2 separate regions of the Hordeum vulgare genome follow, and region 1 is linked to region 2. Evidence: chromatin contacts called from public Hi-C data. All regions are on one chromosome and are shown on one strand. Each heading gives the region's core, a stretch centred on a gene start, on an enhancer-like site or on the middle of the called end of the contact. The rest is flanking DNA. Distances are from core to core; before and after follow the strand shown. Region 1 has its middle 8.0 kb from the start of LOC123402869. Region 2 holds the start of LOC123452096 (mitochondrial adenine nucleotide transporter ADNT1).

Region 1 (6,222 bases), core at 511-3,010, 44 kb after region 2:
TAAACTCAGGAACATTCTTTAAAGTTATTGGGAAAAAAGTATTTTTCTCATCTACCAGAAAACCGATAGACAGTGGCCTTGTCCGCATTTTTGGAATGTTCTGGCGAAACAATAAAATAAGCGAGCTAGCCAGCGAACAATCCTGCTACTGGCCCGAGCCCACGCATCCTTGCCTGAGCGTCTTTTGGAAGAGGGGAGCTCGTGTTGAACGCCGTGCGCGTCGGATAGGTACACAACACCTGCAAAATGGACATGGTCCGGCCCATTCTGTCTCGAGCGTTTTTGTGTTTTTTCCTCTTTGATTTTTTAGTCGGGTTTATTCCATAAAAAAACAACGACGTTTTCGGATATAGATATTTACAATTTTAGTAAAAAAAATATCCCAAAATTGTGCAGTGTGAATATAAAAGTTCAGTTGTATACTGAAAAATAGGTCCATAGTATATTATTTTGTAGTACCTATAAATCAATGTTCAGCATGTATTGAAAATAAATTCAAGGTATATTACACAATAAATAGTTTGTATTGGTAATGTTCAATGTAAATTGTAGAAAACTTCAGTATGTATTTAGTAATGTACATCCTATGATAAAGAATTGTTCAGTGTGAATTAAAATGGTACACTGTGTATGAAAAAAGAAAAAAAAAGCAAATCAAAAAAAAAATTCTAGAAAGAACTGGAAGTAAAAACAAAAAACAAACAAATGAAAAAACAAAATAGTAACGAAAATAAAATAATGCAGCGAGCGAAGGACAACACGAGAGAAAATAGACCCTGCCACGGTCCACATGCATGACACGCAAGGGGAGTCAAAAATTTCAACTGCTATTCATTCTAAGTTATCTCAAGCCACCCCTTGGATAAAAAAGCTTGGCCTAGAAGGTCGAGATGGATGCAGTGTGCCCCTCTGCTTCAATAGACTTTTCTTGTTTTAGCCAATGCCCCACCATGGACTTTGAAAACAGATTAATTGGCGCGGTGTGACAAGTCGTCGACTGGAACTATCCACCGGTGACAAAAAACTACGGCCAACGGCAAACGGTAAGTCCTTCCATGCGCTCATTTGCAAATCATTCAGAGGAACCGATATGTCAATAAATCAGAGGCACGCATGGGACCAAGAGAGAAACACACTCAACACCGTACGTGTATGTACGGACAGTTCGATCTCGTCTATGTCAAAGTTGTCGATCGCGGTGACGAAATGGCAACCTCGTGACTATCCTAAGGGGCTGTTTGATTCTCGCCACTCGCCAATCTCGGCGAGCCAAATATTTGTCAATGATTTGTCATCAAAGTGAACTGCAGAAGTCGAGGTGGGCAGGACACCAGAAAACCCATTCAAACAGAATGCCAAGCCTGGTCAACGACCAAATATTTGGCTCGGCCGCTCAGGGTTGCAATCCAAGCAGCCCCTAAATCTCAATGAGGGTCTAACTTTTCTAATAAGCCACGCAGAACAAAAATAAAACCCCAACAAACTAGTGGAAAATGACATTGTCTTTGCTAAGAAGCCATGCACTCCGAGTGATTCCCTTAGCCTCAACTTAGCTTGTTACAAATTTGTTCCATTCGGAGTCAATCTCAAATGAAGGTTAAAATATTGAGTTGTTTCTTTATCATGAAAAAAAAGGATTAGGCCTCAACGGCTCATGGACCTCCATTTTTTTCTGCCCAGACTATTTTCTCTTATGCCCAACCTATTTGAGACCCAAGCGAGTGAGGAGATGCAGGGCCCACCTATATGGGACCTACTATGTGACGCGCATTACGTCCAACAGACGCGCACCACACAGGGGGGTCGCCCGACTGGCACGGCCCATTTTTCTTTGTCTCAACAAAATCTGATAATTTCGTTTTATTATTATTTTTCTCTTTATTTTTTCTTTCCAGCTTATTTCCTTTTTTGGTTAGTTTTCTCTTTCTTTTATTTTTTTCATTATCTATGAAAATAAACAAATGTTCAATTTTCAAATCAATTATTAAAAACATGAATGTTTTTTTTAAATCGGAGAACAAATTTGAAAGCATGAATAATTTTTTAGAGCATGAAATTTTTTTAATCTTGAGAACAAATTTTGATACCGCGAACATCTTTGAAAAATCCCGAACAAATTTCAAAACGTGGTTTTTTTAAAAGCTCAAACATTTTTTCAATCTTGAGAACAATAATGGAAACAGAGAACAATTTCAAAAATCCTGAACAAATTTGGACCCACGAATAATTTTTTAAAGCACGAACATTTTTTGAATCTTGAGAACAAATTTTGAAATTTAGAACAATTTTGAAAAATCCTGAACTAATTTGAAAGTGTAAACAATTTTTGAAAGCACAAACATTTTTGGAATCGTGAGAACAGAACTTTGAAATTGAGAACAATTTTGAAAAACCCTGAACAAATTTGGAAGCGTGAACTATTTTTTAAAGCACGAACTTTTTGAATCTTTAGACCAAATTTTGCAAATGAGAACAATTTTGAAAAATCCTTAACAATTTCAAAAACGAGAACTAGTTTTGAAAACACGAATATTTTATGAGTCTTGAGAACATATTTTGCAAAACAAGAACATTTTCTGAAAATCCAGAACATTTTTTAAATTTGTAGAAAATGTTTGAAAAACGACAATCTTTTGATATTTTTTATATAAAATCAAGTAAATTATATACTTTTATAAAAAAATAGGAAATGAACTTAGTTTAAAATTTGAAACAATTTTTGATATTTCTAACATTTTTGAAAATACCAAACCTTTTATGTAAATAACGAACCATTTCCTAAAAAACCGATTTTTTATTTAAAATACCAAAGCTTTTTGAAAATTGGAAACATTTTTTGAAGTTATGATTTTTTTAAATGGCAACTATTTGAAATTTAGAACATTTCTTTAAAAGGCAAAAACATTTTTCAAATTTGAGATACAATTTTGAAGCATGAACTTATTTTATAAATATAAAATAAAATTGAAAAAAGAAACCGAAAACAAAAAAAAGAAAAGGAAAAAGAAAAAAAGAAACAGAAACATAAAAACCAAAAAAGAAATAAAAATTAAAAAACATAAAAAACCCAGTTCAGGGAACCTCCTACAACGTTCCTAAAACCGGAATCGAAGCAGACATTAAGGGGCGGCATATATTGCGTTGCTCCATGTGCTTTCTGTGCGAAACCTCTTGAGGCTGAAAGCGTTAAATAGGATTTTCCAACCTATACCTCGCTTATAGGGATTCACCCTGGCCTTGCAGATATATGGGCCAGGAGGGTCATCTCTCGCGATCAGTAGCAGGCCTCAACTCAGATGGTGCACTAAAATTGGTTTTTATTTGTGGAAAACATTGATAAATGTTTTGCTTGTTTGGGATATTTTATTATAGAATGACATTCGTGGTACATGTGGCAAAAAAAAATGATGCTTAGAAAATGTTATTTTCCAAAGCAATTTGGAGCATCTTTTTTGCCACGAAAGCTTTTTTTTGAACCTGTGAACATTTGTCAATGTTTTCTGTAAAAGTAAAACATATTTTTATTCTTCTGTTCATTGGAGCTCATGTGAGCTTGAGCTGAGAAGAGCACATTCGGTGAGACTGAAGCTTTCTCGCTCAAGTGTTTTGCCTAAATGTGCCGGCCCACTTGCGCCAATATTTGCAAAAATCGGAGCAAAAAATGCAGAGTGCGAGGGATCGATCCTACGATCTCCTGCTTGCTCAATAGCACTGTTAAACACTGAGTTTATGTCAAATAAGTTGTGTACATCGTACTAGAAGTATGAAAGGAGCCGTCATTACATTGGTCTTCCATTTTTTCTTTCGTTTTCTTTCTGTCTCCATTTCTTCTATTTTATTTGGTTTTCTTTTTTGCTTTCCTTTTTTTGTTTTTCTACCGTTTCTTTTCTTTGTTCTTCTTTATTTTTTTTCCATTCCTTTTATTTGTTTCTTTGGTTTGATTTTTGATTTACTTTTTTATTTAAGTTGATTTGTTTTCATTTTTTCCTTTTCTTTTTTGGTTTCTCTATTACTTTCGGTTTTCATTTTACATTTTTTGCATATGTCAATAACTTTTTTCTAACACAAGTTTAACATTTCATGCATAGTGAACATATTTTCTATAGACATTTTTTAACATTTTTCAAACGATCGATCAACATTTTTCGAACACAAGATTAACAGTTTTCTATGCACATTTAACATGTTTTCAAACACTTGACTAATATTTCCAAATGTATTTTTTTAACACATGGTCAATATTTTTCTATACGCTTTTAGAATTTTATAATACTTGATTAACATTTCTTAAATACGAGTTGAACATTTTTAAATGCTTGATTAACTTTTTATTACATACATCATTAAAAAAATAATATTTTAAAAAATATTCAACATTTGTTTTTATAAATTTTACAGTTTAAAATGCTTGATCAATATTTTTCCAATAAAATTCCAATTTCTAAATATATTCTAAAAATTCATTGTTATTTACCACATGCTCAACATTTTTATACACATTTAATATTTTTAAAATACTTGATAAACCTTTTTATAAATGCTGGATTAAACTTTTTATATAAAAGATAAAAAAATTATCATCACTTTAATACACGGTCAAGATATTTCCTATACACCTTTAACAAATTTCAAATGCGTGATCATCATTTTTGATAGACTTGATTGATAGTTTATAAATACATGATCAAACATTTATACTCATTTTTGTATACATGATAAACATTTTCTCCATACACATTCAACATTTTTCTATACACATGTAGCATTTTATAAATTCTTGATTTAGTTTTTTTAATACGAGTTCAACATTTTCAACATTTATATATATAAATTGAGCATTTTTTAAATGCTTGATCAACATTTTCCAAATATTTTTTCAAAATTTTAAATAGATGATAATAATTTATTATTTTTACCCCATGGTCAACCTTTTTTCTGTGCACATTTAATATTTTTAAAATACTTGATTGATATTTTTTCAAATGCTTGATTAACCATTTTACATAAAAGATAAAAAAAGTATCATCTCTTTAATACACGGTCAACATATTTTCCTATACTCATATAACAAATTTCAAATGTGTGATCAACATTTTTCAAATACTTGTTATTTTTTTTACAAATGCTTGATTGATAGTTTTTAAATACAGAATCAAAATATTTACCCCATACATGATAGACATTTTCTCCATACACATTCAACATTTTTTCAAAAAAAATTATGATGTGTTTTTTGTAATATAATTTTTTACAATATATTAAAGTACAAACAAAAGCCAAAAATCAAGGTAGAAAACGAAACAGAAAAAGGAGGCTGTGGCCTCCCGCTCTCCTGGGTCTCCCCTTCAGCGAGGGTTCACACTCTGTTGCTTTAGGCGAGACATAATCCCGCCTTTGGCAAACATGCATAGTTGTCTTAATTTTTAAAATGACTCGCCAGTCTTGAATTTTTCCACTTTTGAGAATTTGGGGCCCTATGCAAGTGCTTTAGTTGCACATGCCTACTTACGGGACATATTTGTATCACATGCATGAGCTTGGGTTATCCGCATGGACCTACTAAATATGTACTGTATGTGAGAAGTTATAATACTTGTTGGTAGTTCAACCCACTCATATAATGTATTTTTTTTTTACCGTTGTAACACACGTCCACTCACTTTTTTTAGACAAGCACAGGCACTCTCCACTGGCTCACTAGCCTCAAGTTTCCCCCGGCCAATTATGACCCAGTGGATGGGCCCAACTTGTATTTGTCGCCTTCAACTTCAGTTAGGCTGGTTGTAATGGAGATTATCATATGATACTCAACCCTCTCTTTCTTCATTTAATTTCATATCACCTCATCAAATATGCCTAGTTGGCATACATGATACTACTTATGATACTTCTATTACGAGCAGCCTCAGGCTGGTTGTAATGGGTAGTATGATACTCCCATTACGAGCAGCCTCAGGCTGGTTGTAATGGGTAGTATCATATACTAGTATCATGCATATGATATTAGTGTATGATACCACATCCGTAATGCATAGTATCATATATTAGTATCACATGATAGTTTATTTATTGTCATGCAAGACACACAGGAGCACATCATTTAATATGATACGCTATCATGATATGATACTCAATCCTCTCTTTCTTCATTTAATTCTATGCCACCTCATCAAAATTGCCTAGTCGACATGCATGATACTACCTATGATACTACCATTACGG
Region 2 (6,038 bases), core at 1,781-4,280:
ACAGAAGGAAATAACATATCAAATAGAGCTTACATGAAAACAAGAACATGTCAATACATGGTAATAAAGAAATGCTCCTAACCAATTTCAGGTCAAAACTGTCTCATCGTGCAACAGAGATAAGTTCTGCAAATTGCAAACTACAAATAACTAGGTGGTGGAACGCAAGTGGTTATGTAAGGCAAGAGTAATTGCAACCAAGAACCCACCTTGATGCTTGCTCATAGCTGAAGAATTTCACAGCAGAATTTGGGACAATCCTTGCACAGTTGGTTCCATTGCCTTTAAACAGTCCACGAAGGCCTTCGGTTCTCCATATATACTTAAGCCCTTGAACGGTGCCATTGTACTTGATACTGTGAGGATTTTGAACCTGCAAAGAAGGTAATATAAGAAAAGGTCCAACGCAACTAATTTAACGAAACATTGTCTTGTCAATTTTAGTAACAGAAGTATTGGGATCCGGTAACAAGTGTGACCCAACTACTATTAGCATTATTTCCTCATGGTGATTCAGAACTGAAAACGTGAGCAATTAGTACACTGAAAAAGGTTTGGTTTGAGTGGCCACCACAAATTAGACATGGTTCTATGATTGCAACAAATGTTAATAACTAGCCATAAGACAAAACATGGCTTGAATTATAACGGACAGATCATATCGAACACATTAATATGGTGGATATGGGTATTGCATCACATCAATGTTAGCTGATATCAATAATAAAAGAAACTTCTGAAATAATCAAAAAAATATAATATTGCTATTAATATAGTCATGCTGATGTCTTACTACATGGTAAACAGAACAACTTAGGCAAAGACAAATCCAACAATTGATCATTCAATTGGCATGAACAATAACATGTCATGAGATAAAAGCAAAATCATGATCTACACCTGAAGCAGGATCTTCAATCGCTCAAGCGGAGCAACAGCAGTCCTCGATCTGTGCAAAACAACAAAATAAACAAAACACATAAGCATACACACCTACCATATCAATGAGATGCAGTAATCAGAAAGTATTATTTTAAAGATCAAATAATTATGCATAACATAATCACTTAAATATCTTGTAACCTTTCATGTGTGTTTCAAGTATGCAATGTTCTTAATGGACAGCACAGCAGCAGAAGAAGAATAATTCCAGCGTTGACTTCAGTGAACTATAACAAATCACTTATATATCTTGTAACCTTCCATTCGTGTTTCAAGTATGTTTGTAATGTTCTTAATGGCCAGCACAGCAACAGAAGAAGAAGAATTCTAGCTTTGACTTCAGCGAACTATAACAACATTCTATAGCTAGAGTACTAAACAAGGAAGACAAGATCAACTCGCCATACTCTTGTACCCAACAAAAATACTAAAGCACTACATCAACAAACCACAGATAGGCAATCGGGGGCTTGGCTTTACCATTTACTAATAAAAAAGATCATGACATCATGGAGAATCAGATACTTACAAATAGACATCCAATTAAGAATGAACCAGTAACCAACATTAAATCGAGATTCTTAGAGCCCGTGGTTAACACTTTCTGTGGGTGTTGGAGGGGGTGTAGTTTAGCTACTTGTTTTCAAGTATGCAATGTTTCCAAGTGGCTAAAAAGCAAAGCAAAAGGCAAAGCCAGCTTTGACTCCAGCAAACTATAACAACGTTTGATAGCTAGAGTCCCAACCAAGGAAGGCAAGATCAACTAGCAATAGTCCTGTACCAACCAAATATATAGTACTACATCAAGTAGGCACTTAGATGCTCAGCTTTAGATAATGGGATTTCATGACATCATGAGGAACCACATACTTAAGAAGGTGCCAATAAAGAATGCACCAATAATTGACACCTCAAATAAAGAATGCACCAGTAATTAAGATCCAGATCATAAAGCCTGGTGAATCAGACTTATTTGGGGGGTTTAGCAACTTGATACACTAAACTTGGATATAAAATGTCCAGCCCCAATTAAAGGAACTCATTGTGCAGAATATTAGAGATAGCAGCTTAATAACAATGAAAACCAGCAACATGCAAATCTGACAATGAATTGACGGTAACAGGATTATGAGAAATGCTAATATAACCCCATCCAGTGTTTTTCACTTCGGACACATGGTCTATCACTAGGGTTTAAGCGTCAGCAAACTGATCCAAACAAAACAATTGGCATTAGTCAAAATGCTCGACAGCGGAATCTGCCTGACGTATTACAGATCACGAAGCGGTCATGGGTGCACAGGGAAATGGTATAGATCATAGAAGAAATTAATCAATCAGATGCGAATTTTAATCGAGACCAACAACTCTACCGAACGAGATCTGAGCGGCGCGCGGCAAGGGTTTAAGCGTTCCGAATAGATCACCCTCGCTCCCACCTAACAACATGCATCGACTCAGATGCCAGGCGGATCACGCACGTACCGCGAGACTAATCGCGTCCACCTGGAAACCTCAATTGCCGCGGGGGGCACGCGATTCCGACACGGGCCAAACACCAATCTAACCACAGAAATCGCAGCGAAAATTGCGCCGAATCTGGGCGTCGCCTCCCGTTGTTGCGAGAGAGGCCGCGGAGGGGAGCGAATCGAGCGCCGGGAGGGAGGAAGGGGAGAGAGGAGAGGGGGAAGAGGGGTGGAGGAGGGGGGACTCACAGGCCACCGGCTACGCCTCCGGCGAAGAGGGACTTGCAGATGGTGAGGACCTGGTGGCCGGGGCCCTTGACGCCCTCGCGCGCGAGCTTGGCCTCCTCGGCCAGGTTGACGATGGTGTTGACGGCCGTGTCGCCCCTGCTCTTCCCCACCACGTCCTCCGAAGCCATCTCCCTCGTCCGGTCGCCCGCCTCCCCTCTCGCCCTCCCGGATCGCGCGCGCGACGACGACGACCTCCCCTCGCCGCGCCGAGCGGGAAGCAAGCGCCCTGGCCTGGGGTTTTGGCGGCGGCGGCGGCGGCGGCGCGAGGAGGGAGGGGGCGTGGGCGCGGGCGTGCGGTGGGGGAACTGGACGAGAGGCGCTGCGCTGGTGGCTGGGTATTAACCCATTCCCGGCGTCTCGTTGCGCTATTAGCGCCTGGAGCGCTACGTGCACTCGACTCACAACCAGCTCATCTCCCACTGCCTGTGGGACCGATTGCTTCGCCGGGCCGACATGGCATGCAGGTAAGGCCAATCTTGCGTGTGCGCGGTGCGTTTTTAGTGTGGCTCGCTGTTTTGTTGGGGGGGGTGGCGGGCGGGGTGATCCTCGCCGTCCACGCTTATCCTCCGAAAGCGTCAGCCTCGGGATCGGCGACCGGGGCCCAGCTGTCGGCCACCGTGAGGGAATACTGTATTAGCGAGACAGGTCATGAGCGGAACGGCTTAACGGAAACCTAGATCCGTCTGCTGCTGCTTTTTCCCGCGGCCTGCTGCTGCTGGGCTCCGATCCCATCCCATCGCGCATGTCCGGCCATCTGGCCCTCCACGCACCTTTTTTTTTTCTCCTCTTTGGTGTTTATCACTTGATAAAAATTGTTAATTTCGAAGTTATTTCCGGGCTGGTCGTTTCGACCTTGCTTGGGTCGAAAGGCACGGGGGTTTGGTGCCCTATCATTCATTCATCCCCACGCTTTTAGTTTTTTTTTTCCTCAACCATAATAATGGCCGCGTACCCGAGCAATGGTGATGGCGAAGAATGGTTGGTCTGGTTTGTGTGGCCGGCCGCTGCGTTTGCGTTTGTGCTACGCCCGGAAAACTGTGGACAGGAGCTGCAGATCATCGGACCGGGCTCCCTCCGACGATGGATGGACGTGGACTGCGTATTTGGCCTTTCCTGCACGCGTCGGGCCATATGCTGGCCCGTGAAACCTCCTTCACGTATCACACGACTCGTTCGTTCATCCGTGGTGGTCGTGGCTGGCGACGACAGTGAGGTTTTTTTGCTGGACCACACGGCGGCGCAACCGCGATCACAGAACACACGGCGGTGCTGGATAAATGCGACGGGAACCGGCCTGGGAGAGGAAAAGGTGGTGGGTTGTGGATGGATATACGGTTTATTCGCCGGACAGCGAATTCTTTTCGGAGCGCAGCGTCTTTTGCGCAACGGAGGAACGGATTTGCTAGCGGCTTCGGTGACAGGAATATGTGTTGGGAGCTTGCTTGGGATGGGTCCAAAGCGGGGTGCCGATGTGGCGGCCGGGGACAGCGTCGATCGATCGACCCACCCACCCCCACCGGACGTTGCTCTCGGCTTCCCTCCGCGACTCCGGCGCCACACCGGTCAGGTGGCGTGGTCGCGTCCACGCGACCCGTGTGAGTGTGTGGGCTGCGGTTTCAGATAAGGGCGCTGCAGTTATCAGATAAGGAGGAGGCCTACGGTGCATGACAGCTACGGTTTTTTTTTTCTTCGTTGCTTTTTTTCTTTTGATTTTGATGAGGGGCTTTTTACTTCGTTCGTGGTAGATATATGTGCTGTTTCACAACTCCTGTAGACAAATCTTTGTTCGAAAAACAAGACAAAAAAACTCATGTCGACAAGTCCGATTCAATGTTGCAGAGCGGGGCAAACGTCGTAGATGATAATGTGAACCGGGTTGGAACCAAAGAGAAAATAAATCAGCTAGATGAACTATTGTATAGACAAGAGGTGATGCTTAGGTGGCAAACCCTATTTAGCGCGAGAGAGGTTCAACACCTCCAGCAAAAATATACCACATTCGTCCCATAAGAGGGGCCCCTTTGCTCCGCACGAACTACACGGGCGGCGACCCAAGCCACCAGCGACAGCCGCTTCTCCATCGTCTCCCCCCTTTGTTGCTGCCGGAATGCGCCGTCGGACAAAGCCCGTGTGGCAGCGGCGGCGACAGGGCTTCCTTCAGGCTGTGGCGGCGTTGGCTGGCTCGTGCAGCACCAAAGTGTGGTCGTCGCAATCTCGGCGTCCGCAGGCTGGAGCTTATCTTCCTCGGCGGGGGCGACGGAACCGGGGCCCTTGCGCCCGGATGTGGTGGCATGCAAGTGGGGCCGGCCTGCAGATGTATGTACTATTTCGCAATTCGTGTAGACAAGTCTGTGTTCGAAAAACAAGACAAAAAAACTCATGTCCACAAGTCCGATTCAACGTTGCGGAGCGGGGCAAACGTCCTAGATGATGATGTGGACCGGGTTAGAATTACAAAGAAAATGAATCAGCTAGATGAACTATTGTACAGAGAAGATGGCTAATTTTTTTCAAATAATACATTTTGTTAATAAATTTAAAAAATATTACACAGGTTCAAAAAGTTAAAAAACTAACACGCCATCGGCCTCACTAAAGTCGACTGGCTCCCGTCGGCCTCGCCATAGCCGATTAGTGCATTTCGGCTTTGGCTAGGCCGATAGGCCACTCGACCTCGCATGCTGGCTCCAATCGGCTACGGCTAACCGATTAGTACTAATCGGCTTCGCCGTGACCAAATAGTATTAATTGGCTTACTGGTGACCAATTAGTATTAATTGGTCATGACGAAGCTGATAGGTGCATGCACTCTTCTTTTTCTACGTAACTACGTATTTTTTATGACCAGAATAGTAAAATAGCCCCTCTATAAAAAAATCCCGCCATAATTTATCGTTGTTGACTTCCCGCCATAATTTCCCGTGCTTCTAATTTTCCGCCATAAGTTCCCGGTTCTAACTTCCCACAATCATTTCCTACTTCTTAGTTCCCGCCGATATCTCTCGCCATATTTTTCCGCTTGTGAGTCCCTGCCTATTCTTCTCTTCTTCACCTATAAAACCCCCTCCACACTCCGGTGGGTAAGCAGTCGAGTGTAGTTGCATCAAGATGTCTCATTATCCTTTTGATCGTAGTTTTATCGATGGTATGTCATGTTGTCTTCTGCGTTTAGCCAACAATTTTAAGATAGACGATAGAATAGTTTCATGGAACGAACTCATCGGTAGTGACGTCCTACTGAATGAGTTAGCTCACGCATTAGCTAGGAGTGGGTGGCCTCCCAGGACCTTTGAGGAGATATGGAAAGAACTTCTTAGGTTGAATGTAAGATGGAAGAAGAAA

Evidence for each region. Hi-C and Micro-C count contacts between places; a contact is called where the count stands out from the background.
Region 1: a contact with region 2 is called in a Hi-C map of leaf, with 5 times the contacts expected there. The contact joins the enhancer-like site here to the promoter of LOC123452096 in region 2. A contact is called at or near these places in 5 of 6 Hi-C or Micro-C datasets (leaf, seedling and an unstated tissue).

What each region holds. Positions count from the first base shown.
Region 1 is chr1H:510,311,796-510,318,017 of MorexV3_pseudomolecules_assembly, forward strand. No RefSeq gene overlaps it. Among protein-coding and RNA genes, the nearest start is that of LOC123402869, 8.0 kb to the right of the region's middle. Within about 2 kb of position 1,761, at least 2 of the 3 cell types and tissues checked have open chromatin away from gene starts, as enhancers often do. A contact at or near this core is called in leaf, where this site is marked.
Region 2 is chr1H:510,266,434-510,272,471 of MorexV3_pseudomolecules_assembly, forward strand. LOC123452096 (mitochondrial adenine nucleotide transporter ADNT1) reads right to left here and starts at 3,031. Exons shown (of 8, transcript XM_045128682.1): 1 at 2,658-3,031; 2 at 901-949; 3 at 210-373. The coding sequence starts at 2,824.